2 separate regions of the Sus scrofa genome follow, and region 1 is linked to region 2. Evidence: chromatin contacts called from public HiChIP or PLAC-seq data. All regions are on one chromosome and are shown on one strand. Each heading gives the region's core, a stretch centred on a gene start, on an enhancer-like site or on the middle of the called end of the contact. The rest is flanking DNA. Distances are from core to core; before and after follow the strand shown.

What was found. HiChIP or PLAC-seq counts read pairs in DNA pulled down with a chosen protein or histone mark.
Region 1: an H3K27ac HiChIP or PLAC-seq map of alveolar macrophages shows a contact between it and region 2. The contact joins two enhancer-like sites. A contact is called at or near these places in 3 of 47 Hi-C or Micro-C datasets (embryonic fibroblasts, fetal heart ventricle and fibroblasts) and 1 of 2 datasets of contacts at active chromatin or transcription factors (alveolar macrophages).

The regions. Positions count from the first base shown.
Region 1 is chrX:18,303,641-18,307,899 of Sscrofa11.1, forward strand. It overlaps PHEX (phosphate regulating endopeptidase homolog, X-linked), which reads left to right. Exons shown (of 22, transcript NM_001244594.1): 12 at 557-658. Among named protein-coding and RNA genes, the nearest start is that of PHEX, 100 kb to the left of the region's middle. Within about 2 kb of position 2,946, at least 5 of the 83 cell types and tissues checked have an H3K27ac peak or open chromatin away from gene starts, as enhancers often do. A contact at or near this core is called in alveolar macrophages, where this site is marked.
Region 2 is chrX:18,160,896-18,165,330 of Sscrofa11.1, forward strand. It overlaps SMS (spermine synthase), which reads left to right. Exons shown (of 11, transcript XM_021079653.1): 9 at 553-632. Among named protein-coding and RNA genes, the nearest start is that of PHEX, 40 kb to the right of the region's middle. Within about 2 kb of position 1,311, at least 1 of the 83 cell types and tissues checked has an H3K27ac peak or open chromatin away from gene starts, as enhancers often do. A contact at or near this core is called in alveolar macrophages, where this site is marked.

The sequences.
Region 1 (4,259 bases), core at 1,696-4,195, 140 kb after region 2:
GATGACAGAATGGCCAAGCTTGTAGATTAACCACTGGCACTTAATTGGAGAGAACTGGCATCCTGACACAAATCTTGATGTTGGGGAAGTGTCCTTTGGGGCACTGGCTCCCTCCGCCTGTTTCTCTATTAACAGTATCTCTGTCAGCTGTTCACTTGCTTCTGCAGTGCTGTCTGCAGTATTCAGCCCATGCCTTTGCTTGTTTCTCTCAAACCCTTATTGGCCTATTGAATCTAGTTGCAACCTTGACAAGAGGGGGCTAATTTAGTAGCTACAGGTAAGTTATTAGTCATAACCTATGGCAAATTGCTTTCCCCATATAATCTTTTTACAGCTGGCCCATCGAATTATTCTCAAGGAAAGAAATGATGAGTTTCTTCTAGCAATAGAGGAAAAAAGGTGTTTTCCTGGGAAAAGAAATATTACCAGAGCAGAGAGCCAAGCTGAAAGGAGTCTGTTTCTCACCCTGTTTAGCATTGGGCTGTTTATCATGGCCTAGGAAACCTTTTCTGAAGCTTCTTGGCTTTGACCTGCTTCTTTGGGTATTTTCTTATAGATGGAGGAATTGATCGAGGGTGTTCGATGGGCCTTTATTGACATGCTGGAGAAAGAAAATGAGTGGATGGATGCAGGGACAAAAAGGAAAGCCAAAGAAAAGGTAAGGATTCCTTTTGGTGAAAAAAATATGCTATTTGATTTAATGTATTTTCATGTTCTACATTGACCATGTAGTAGATTTTTATATTGACTGAGCTGTTGACTCCGAGTGACCCTAGAGTTAGGTGTCTGCTTTGGGATGAATCCATAGATTTTATTAACAGGAGGTAAGAGAAAATAAGATTGGGCTTTTTCTTTTGCAAACTGCATTTGCAAACACCTTGTAATTCAGCCTTTCCTTCTCTCCTAATTGCTGCCTGTAAGAGCCACATGGCTTACTGCCCAGTGAATTTCACCATTAAACCATCATGGGCTATGGCAGAATGCAGAGCAGTGGGGAGCCAGGGGGAGCAGCTGGCAGAAGAGCCCTCAAGGTGCAAAAAAGAAGAACCGATAATGGCTGTGTGTCCTTCTGCTCTGTGCATGATGTGTGCTAATGTCCTCAGGCAAATCCTTTCCTGTAATCAAACAGATCTTCCCATCATTTTGCACCAAGGATCCAAATAGAGTGCTTCTAAACTGTAGACCAATAGTAGACCATTGTGTAGGAGTAAAAAAGTTTCATAATAGAAGTGGAGACTTGCTAGGCCTCTTAAAACTTTCTAGTACTATGCAACAAGATAAGGGAATAAGTGAGAAAAGTATTAGTAGCCTTGGCGTTTAAAAATAAAGAATGGGGAGTTCCCGTCGTGGCTCAGTGGTTAACGAATCTGCCTAGGAACCATGAAGTTGCGGGTTCGGTCCCTGGCCTTGCTCAGTGGGTTAAGGATCCGGTGTTGCCGTGAGCTGTGGATCGGCTCGGATCCAGTGTTGCTGTGGCTCTGGTGTAGGCTGGTGGCTACAGCTCCGATTCAACCCCTAGCCTGGGAACCTCCATATGCCGCAGGAGTGGCCCAAGAAATGGCAAAAAAAAAGACAAAAAAAAAAAATAATAAAGAATGAGACCTTTCTTGAACCCTAGGGGTTCTGATGGAGCTAGATGTCATGTGGGTAGGAAACACCTGCTACATTCTTTTTTTTTTTAAATTAAGGTATAGTTGATTTACAGTGGTGTGTCAGTTTCTGCTGTACAGCAAAGTGACCCAGTCGTACATATATGTACTTTCCCTTTCTTATATTATTTTCTATCATGCTTCATCCTAAGAGACTGGATATAGTTCCCTGTGCTATACAGTAGGACCTCATTGCCTATCCATTCTAAATGTAATAGCTTGCATCTACTAACCCCAAACTCCCTGTCCATCCTACTCCCTCCCTCTCGACAACCACAAGTCTGTTCTCTATGTCTGTGAGTCTGTTTCTGTTTTGTAGATAGGTTCATTTGTGCCATATTTTAGGTTCCACATATAAGTGATAGCACATGGTATTTGTCTTTCTGACTTACTTCACTTAGTATGAGAGTTTCTAGTTCCATACATGTTGCTGCAAGTGGCATTATTTCATTCTTTTTATGGCTGAGAAGTATTTCATTGTATATATGTACCATATCTTCTTAATCCCTTCATCTGTCGATGGGCATTTAGGTTGTTTCCATATCTTGGCTATTGTGAATAGTGCTGCAGTGAACATAGGGATGCATGTATATTTTTGATTTGTACTTTTGTCCAGGTATGTGCCCAGGAGTGGGATTGCTAGATGATATGGTAGTTCTCTATTTAGTTTTGAGGTACCTCCATACTGTTTTCCATAGTGGTTGTACCAGTTTACATTCTCACCAACAGTGTAGGAGGGTTCCCTACCTGCTGCATTTTTTTTTTTTTTTTTTTTTGCTTCTTAGAGCCACACCTACAGCATATGGAAGTTCCCAGGATAGGGGTTGAATTGGAACTATAGCTGCAGGCCACAGCCATAACCACAGCAGTGAGGGATCCGAGCCAAGTCTGTGACCTCCACCACAGGTCATAGCAACGCTGGATCCCTAACCCACCGAGCAAGGGATCTAACCCTCATCCTCATGGATACTAATCGGATTTGTTTCTGCTGTGCCACAATGGGAACTCTGTACCTTCTACATTCTTGATAGACTTTGTTGTTGTTCTACAGTTGGGAGGCTGAAGTTGGGAACATTCCTTCTTTAGAGAGGTGTTTTTGAAAATTTCCTGATCATAGCAATCACCAAGGATGCGTGGACCAACTATAGCTTTCTGGGCCTCTCCCTGGCAAGGTCTGATTTAGTGGAATGAGGGTGCAGTCTGAACATTTGTGATTTTAAACAGTCTCCTTGGTGATTCATGTCCCTAGGCAGACCTCAGGAGCATTACTTAGGCTCATACTGAGTCATGCTGAGCACAAGTATTTTTGCCCAACGGTCAAGAAACAAAAAGGGAGAGGATTTTCAGAGCAGGGAAGCTCCTCTGTATGATACATATTGTTATATACATATTGTTATATATGTGTCCAACATCAAGAGTGAACCTGAGGTAATCTGTGGACTTGAGGTGCTAACAGTGTGTCACTGTAGGTTCATCATTTGTAACCTATGTCCCACTCTGGTGGGGGGTATAGGTAATGGGGACATTGTGCATGTGTGGGGGCCAGAGGTCTGTAGAAACTCTGTACGTTCTTCTCAGTTTTGCTGTGAACCTGAAACTGCTCTAAACAATAAAGTCTATTAAAAAAAAAAAAGAGGGCAACAGTGCTTAGCCTTGTTGAAATGGGAATTTGCAGAGGTTTAGCATGGATATTTTCCAGAGCTTTAATACTCCCGAGATGCATAAACATTGCCGTAGATATTTATGTCAATAGACATGAAAAGGCTGTTCCATGTTTAAAGCGAAGAAAGAACTTGGGTGGCAGGGAGTGGGGGTGTTGGAGGAAGACAAAGGGGAAGTTCTATTTTTTTCTTCCCCCTTGAGAGTCTGTCAAAGCTTTCGTAAGTCACATACAGCTTAAGCTGATGAAGGCAGGAGCGCAAGAGCTGCGATGAGAAGCTCTCCAGATGGTGGATGAACCACTCCGCACCAACATACTGTCATTGTCTTTGTTGTTTTGAAGGCTTCGTTTTATTTGCGGGGCTGGCTTATAGTATCTGGAACAGAGCATGTCTTGCGCCAGGCAGTTAAGAGCCCAGTACACTGGGGGCTCTTGACTCTAGCCTGAATCCTTGTGGACTGAGGGCCGCGGATGTGGAGGGTGGGGTGGAGTGGTGAGGGGCGTGTGCGTGTTACGAATGGGTGAATACCAGAGGCATACTCTGAGGACTCTGTTCAGGTCTTTGGAGAGTGTGGCTGGCGATCGCCTTAGGTGGATCTTCCGGGTTGTCTAAGGGAGTGGGTGCCTTCTAGGCAAGTAGCCATGGGTCCTTCTTGAAGGAGGATTATTCCCAGTCCTTCTAATATTAGACACCTTCTTCTTTACTCCTGAGTTGCTCTCCAGTCTTATATTTTATTTCAATGAGAGCCCTCACTTTTTCTTCTAAAAGTACTCTTTGAACACTCTGCTGTCTTTGAGCTGAGTTCAACCTGCCAGGAACTCAAACTAGTTCCTTGACAGGTGCAGATATCAAAGGTAGTTGTTCTGCTGGATCTCACCAGGTTCCCTGAGTATATCTTGCATTTCAGAGTTCAGAGCAGCTCCTTTCATGAAAGACAAGAATGAGGGAA
Region 2 (4,435 bases), core at 61-2,560:
TTTTTAAACCTGTGCCACGATAACATGGTGACCTTTCTAAGCAATACCACAGGCAATCTCCCTTCTCAGACCACATACTTGAAATCACTGCTAGCTTAGGATTTCAGTGGTAATGTTTTTTCAATTACCTCTTCCTCCTGGTGGATTTCCAGGCTGGGTTCCCACATGAAGACCCTTGCTGACCGTCTTGGTTTCTCCCTTGGGATGTTGCTTTCCCCCTTACTTAAAGCTCTTATCTTTCAGATTTCAAGCACTGCCTTTGGTTCAAATCTTCATGGGTATTGTGAGAGCAGTGCTACCACATACGTGCACATTTGCTCTTGATTTGGTTTGTATATGTGTGTATGTGCATGTGTGTGTAAGACACAAAATAGATGACCATATATTACTATTCACAAATAAGCCCTGGAATATTGAGCCTTAAGCTCATGGCTATTTCTTTTCTTTTTTTTTTTTTGTGGTATCATTGAATATTAATGTGAATATTTGACTTCAGATGATTCTGATGCATGTAATCCCATATTTATAAAACTTATTTTTTTTAACATCCAGATTCCACGTGGGAGTTTCTCAGACTGATTCTTGACCTCTCAATGAAAGTATTGAAACAGGATGGAAAATATTTTACACAGGTATAGGCTACTTAGCTGTTTTTTTTTCCCCAAAAAACTCTCAATAAGAATTTTATATTTTGTGCTTCAAACAACCAAAATACCTAGAGAGATACTGACATAAAGACTAATGGTAGCATTAACTATGTAGTTACTTGTAAAATTAAGACTTAATGAAGGTTAGGATGAGTATAGGATGTAATGGCTAAGCACTCTGACAATGTAGGAATGGTACAAGGACCAAAAATTATGGCAAGTGAGGGCGAGTGGACAAGCATGTGCAGGATCTTGGATGTATTTTCAGTAATAAATATGGGCAGTGATGGTATTAATATCACTATTCTGAGGTAATATTTGTAATGTGGCATAAAGCATTTGAGCAGTTAGGCAGATTAATTCTATCATGCCCAGCATTCTCAGTATAAAAGAAAGTAGTTGAAGGTGTAATATAGAAGTAGATAAATAAAGCCTCAACTGTACTGAAAAAAAGAATTTTATATGTTGAAATTTGAATGTGTTTTCTTGAAACTTAAATCTGTTAAGGATAGAACGGCATAATTAGATTATGTTCTCTCAAACAGTAAGTTTGTACATAGCTGACCCGTCATCTTTAGGAAATTCTGCTGTTGGGGAGTTCTGTTGTGTCCTGTTACCAAAACTGTTAGCAAATTTGGGTTTGGCTGTAGTATGAGCTGCTGCCACCAGATGGAGACACAGACCATGATTTTTTTTTTCCCCCCTCTTCATTGTCTGGGAGGTTTCTTAACACAGTGTAAGATTTTTTTTTTTTTTTTTTATTGTGTAACATAGGAAAAAATAATTTAAGTCAATACATTTTTAAGGAATTTCACATGTTCTAATTCTTCCACTGCCAGTCACTGTAGTTTCTCCATTGTTTTAAGTCATAATCCTCAAGACAGCCCTTTCAAGCAGAATTCTTGTTCAATCCACAGTTGTCATGTCAGGCAGTCCACAGTTCTGTTAGTTAAGCTTCTTTGATCTACAGTGGAACATGGACACACTTGAAAATTCCCCACCTGTAATCTTTGGGATTCTAGGGTATTCTTAGTGGAAAAGCCATCAACATAAATTTCAGAAAACTGCTTTGGCTGTAGTATGAGCTGCTGCCACGAGATGGAAGCAAATTGTGTTTTCCTCATTTTCTAGAAAGCTTGAAGTTAGTATTTTTGACCCTTAACATTTTGAGAATGACAGCAAAAGCAGCTAATTGACCATCAATGTCTTGGTACAAAAATCTCTTGATTCACAAGCAGAAGATAAACACTTAGCATTGTACTCTGGTCCCTGTAATTTTTGAGTATTTTCAGGAGAATTCTACCTCCCCCTCAACTCCCCCCCCCCCAAGTATTAGTATATTTAAATGTCAAGAACTGCTAGAAAGGTCCAAACTTTATTCTCCCCCAGGATGAAATTAACACCCTGCCCCTGGGAGGCATTTTTAATGCAGGCCACAGTTTGTGAGACATTTGAGATCAGAGAGTCAAAATGCCCAGGACAACTTGATTTAGTTTCCAGCCCATTTTGTTTGCTTTCTTCTCTGCCTGTATGCAAGACCCCCACATGTGGCCATTTCCTACCTCGCCCTTGGTGAAGTATGAAGCTTTAAGGGGAACAGACAACTGTCTGTGAGGGGACTTTTTTTTTTTTTTAAACAACTGATGTTTAAGAATGATTTTTTAAAAACACATTTTAGAATTGACTTTTTAAAAGCCAGGGGTCTGTAAACCACAGGCCAGTTTGCACCTACTGCCTGTTTTTGCTATTTTCTTGGCACACAGCCATGCCTGTTCAGTAGTGTGTCTGTGGCTACTTTAGGGCTCCATCTGCAGTATGGGGTACTCATGATGAAGACTGCATGATCTGCAAAGCCTGAAGTATTGCCTGTCTGGCCCTTGACAGAAGTTTGCTGACCACTGGTTTATAGGAACTCTGTAAAAGTGGGCTTATTCTTGTAAAAGCAACCCAAATTCAGTGAGTTGGGTTTTTCATGAGTGACTATTTCTTAAGCAGAACATGTATTGATAGAATTTGGTTCTTTCTATGTTTCTGCACGTAGAAATCTCAGGGAGCTTAATTAAGTTAGGGAAGAATGTGAGGCTCTGGCATCTTTAACCAAAAGAGACTGAAAACAGTTTGGATCTACTGCAGACTAGTCAGTTAATAGTAGACAACAGGTGCAGTCAGGAACCAAGTGTGACTATTTTCTTTTGTTGTGAATATTTGCCTGGTTGACTTGACTGCATTCTTGGAGAACTGCTTTCTAAGTATAGACAACTAAAAGAAATGCTTATTCGACTGATCATCACCACCCATTCATAAATAGTGATCATCAGGCCTTGGCCAATTGCTTCTGCCAACCAGCTTTTACTAAACATGGCATTAAATACGCAAAGCTGTGCTGATTTCTAAGAATTGTCCAAAAGATGTATTAGAACGTTTTTCCCAACCCTGTGTTCATTACAGTTGGAACCTCAAGGTGATCTCATTTTATGATACCCAGGAATCCTGCAGTATGTTGGGTAGTTGTGTGTGCCATGTGGACCAAATGGATATAGGTTTTGAAGAAGCAGTAGTTGAGTTTGACTTGGCAACTTGAGTTTGAGTTGACGTCATTGCCACAGTGTAGTACTTTGCTTAACTGCCAGGTGGTATGCTTAGGAGAAGCCCTTGATACACACCCACCCCCCCTTCCTCTAGCCAGTAGCTTAGAGAATGGAGTAAAGTTAAACAGGAGATGAAAATGTTGTTGAGCCTATTACTGGGTGACTAACAAAAGCTAAATGCTCCTGTCTAAAATTGCTCATATCACAATGGCAAGTTCATGATGTCACTAGTGTCACTTGGCTAGAAGACAGCCTTGTCATTGGGCTCCAGACTTGGGGAAAGTGTCCGGGAGTGTATGGGAACTGAGCTACCAGTCAGGCAGGCCAGAGAAATTTGAATCCGGAGAACTGGTTTTGTGAGACTAGGAGGTAGGTCCTGGGACTTGACCTCGCTCCCTTTTTTACTCCACTCCCCATTAAAAAAAAATTTAGGTCCTTTGAATAAAAAAAAAAAATGTGTGTGATATTCATGTAAGTTATGATTAAAAAAATACAACCCCCCTCGACCCTCACAGTCTGACCTGGATGTTACTAGTACCATTGACTCTGTATTCCTCCCTCATCCCTTCTCACCTTCTGGAAGTAAACCATCTTTAGTATTTTGGGGTTTTTTTTTTTTCTATTGTGCTTTTCTTTATAGATGTTACACATGTGTGTGATATCCTAAATCATCATATTTAGTTTTGCTTGACTTTGGACTTGATAAAAATGATGTCATTAGGGTTGTTTTCTTAGGTTACAGAAATGACACAAGCTCTTTAAAAGATAGAAACAATACTGAAATCTATGGAGTAAAAAAAGCCAGTGTTAGCTCCTAGCCCCACAGTTAACATGGAGCAAGGAGAACCTTCTAGAACAGAAGCCACTGTATTCCCCCCCACACACACACACCGCCTGGCCACATTATTCTTTTATTCCTATCCTTGATAGGTACTTAATTCTTCGCTCTTAGATTTTTCTGCATCTCCCACGTGTCTTAAAAAATGAACAATGTAGTTCCATTTAAAATACACAGAAAAGTGAAATATGTTACTTCTTTTGGGTGGGTATTGCTTTGCGGTTTTTTTCTTTTTTCTTTTGTAAAATGCTTTTTGATAATATTTGGGAAGAACAATTTGAAACTATCTTATTTCCTCACCACATTGTTTGTAAGGAGGTCTTCCCATATACCCTCTATAAAGAGAGAATGTGGTGTCATTT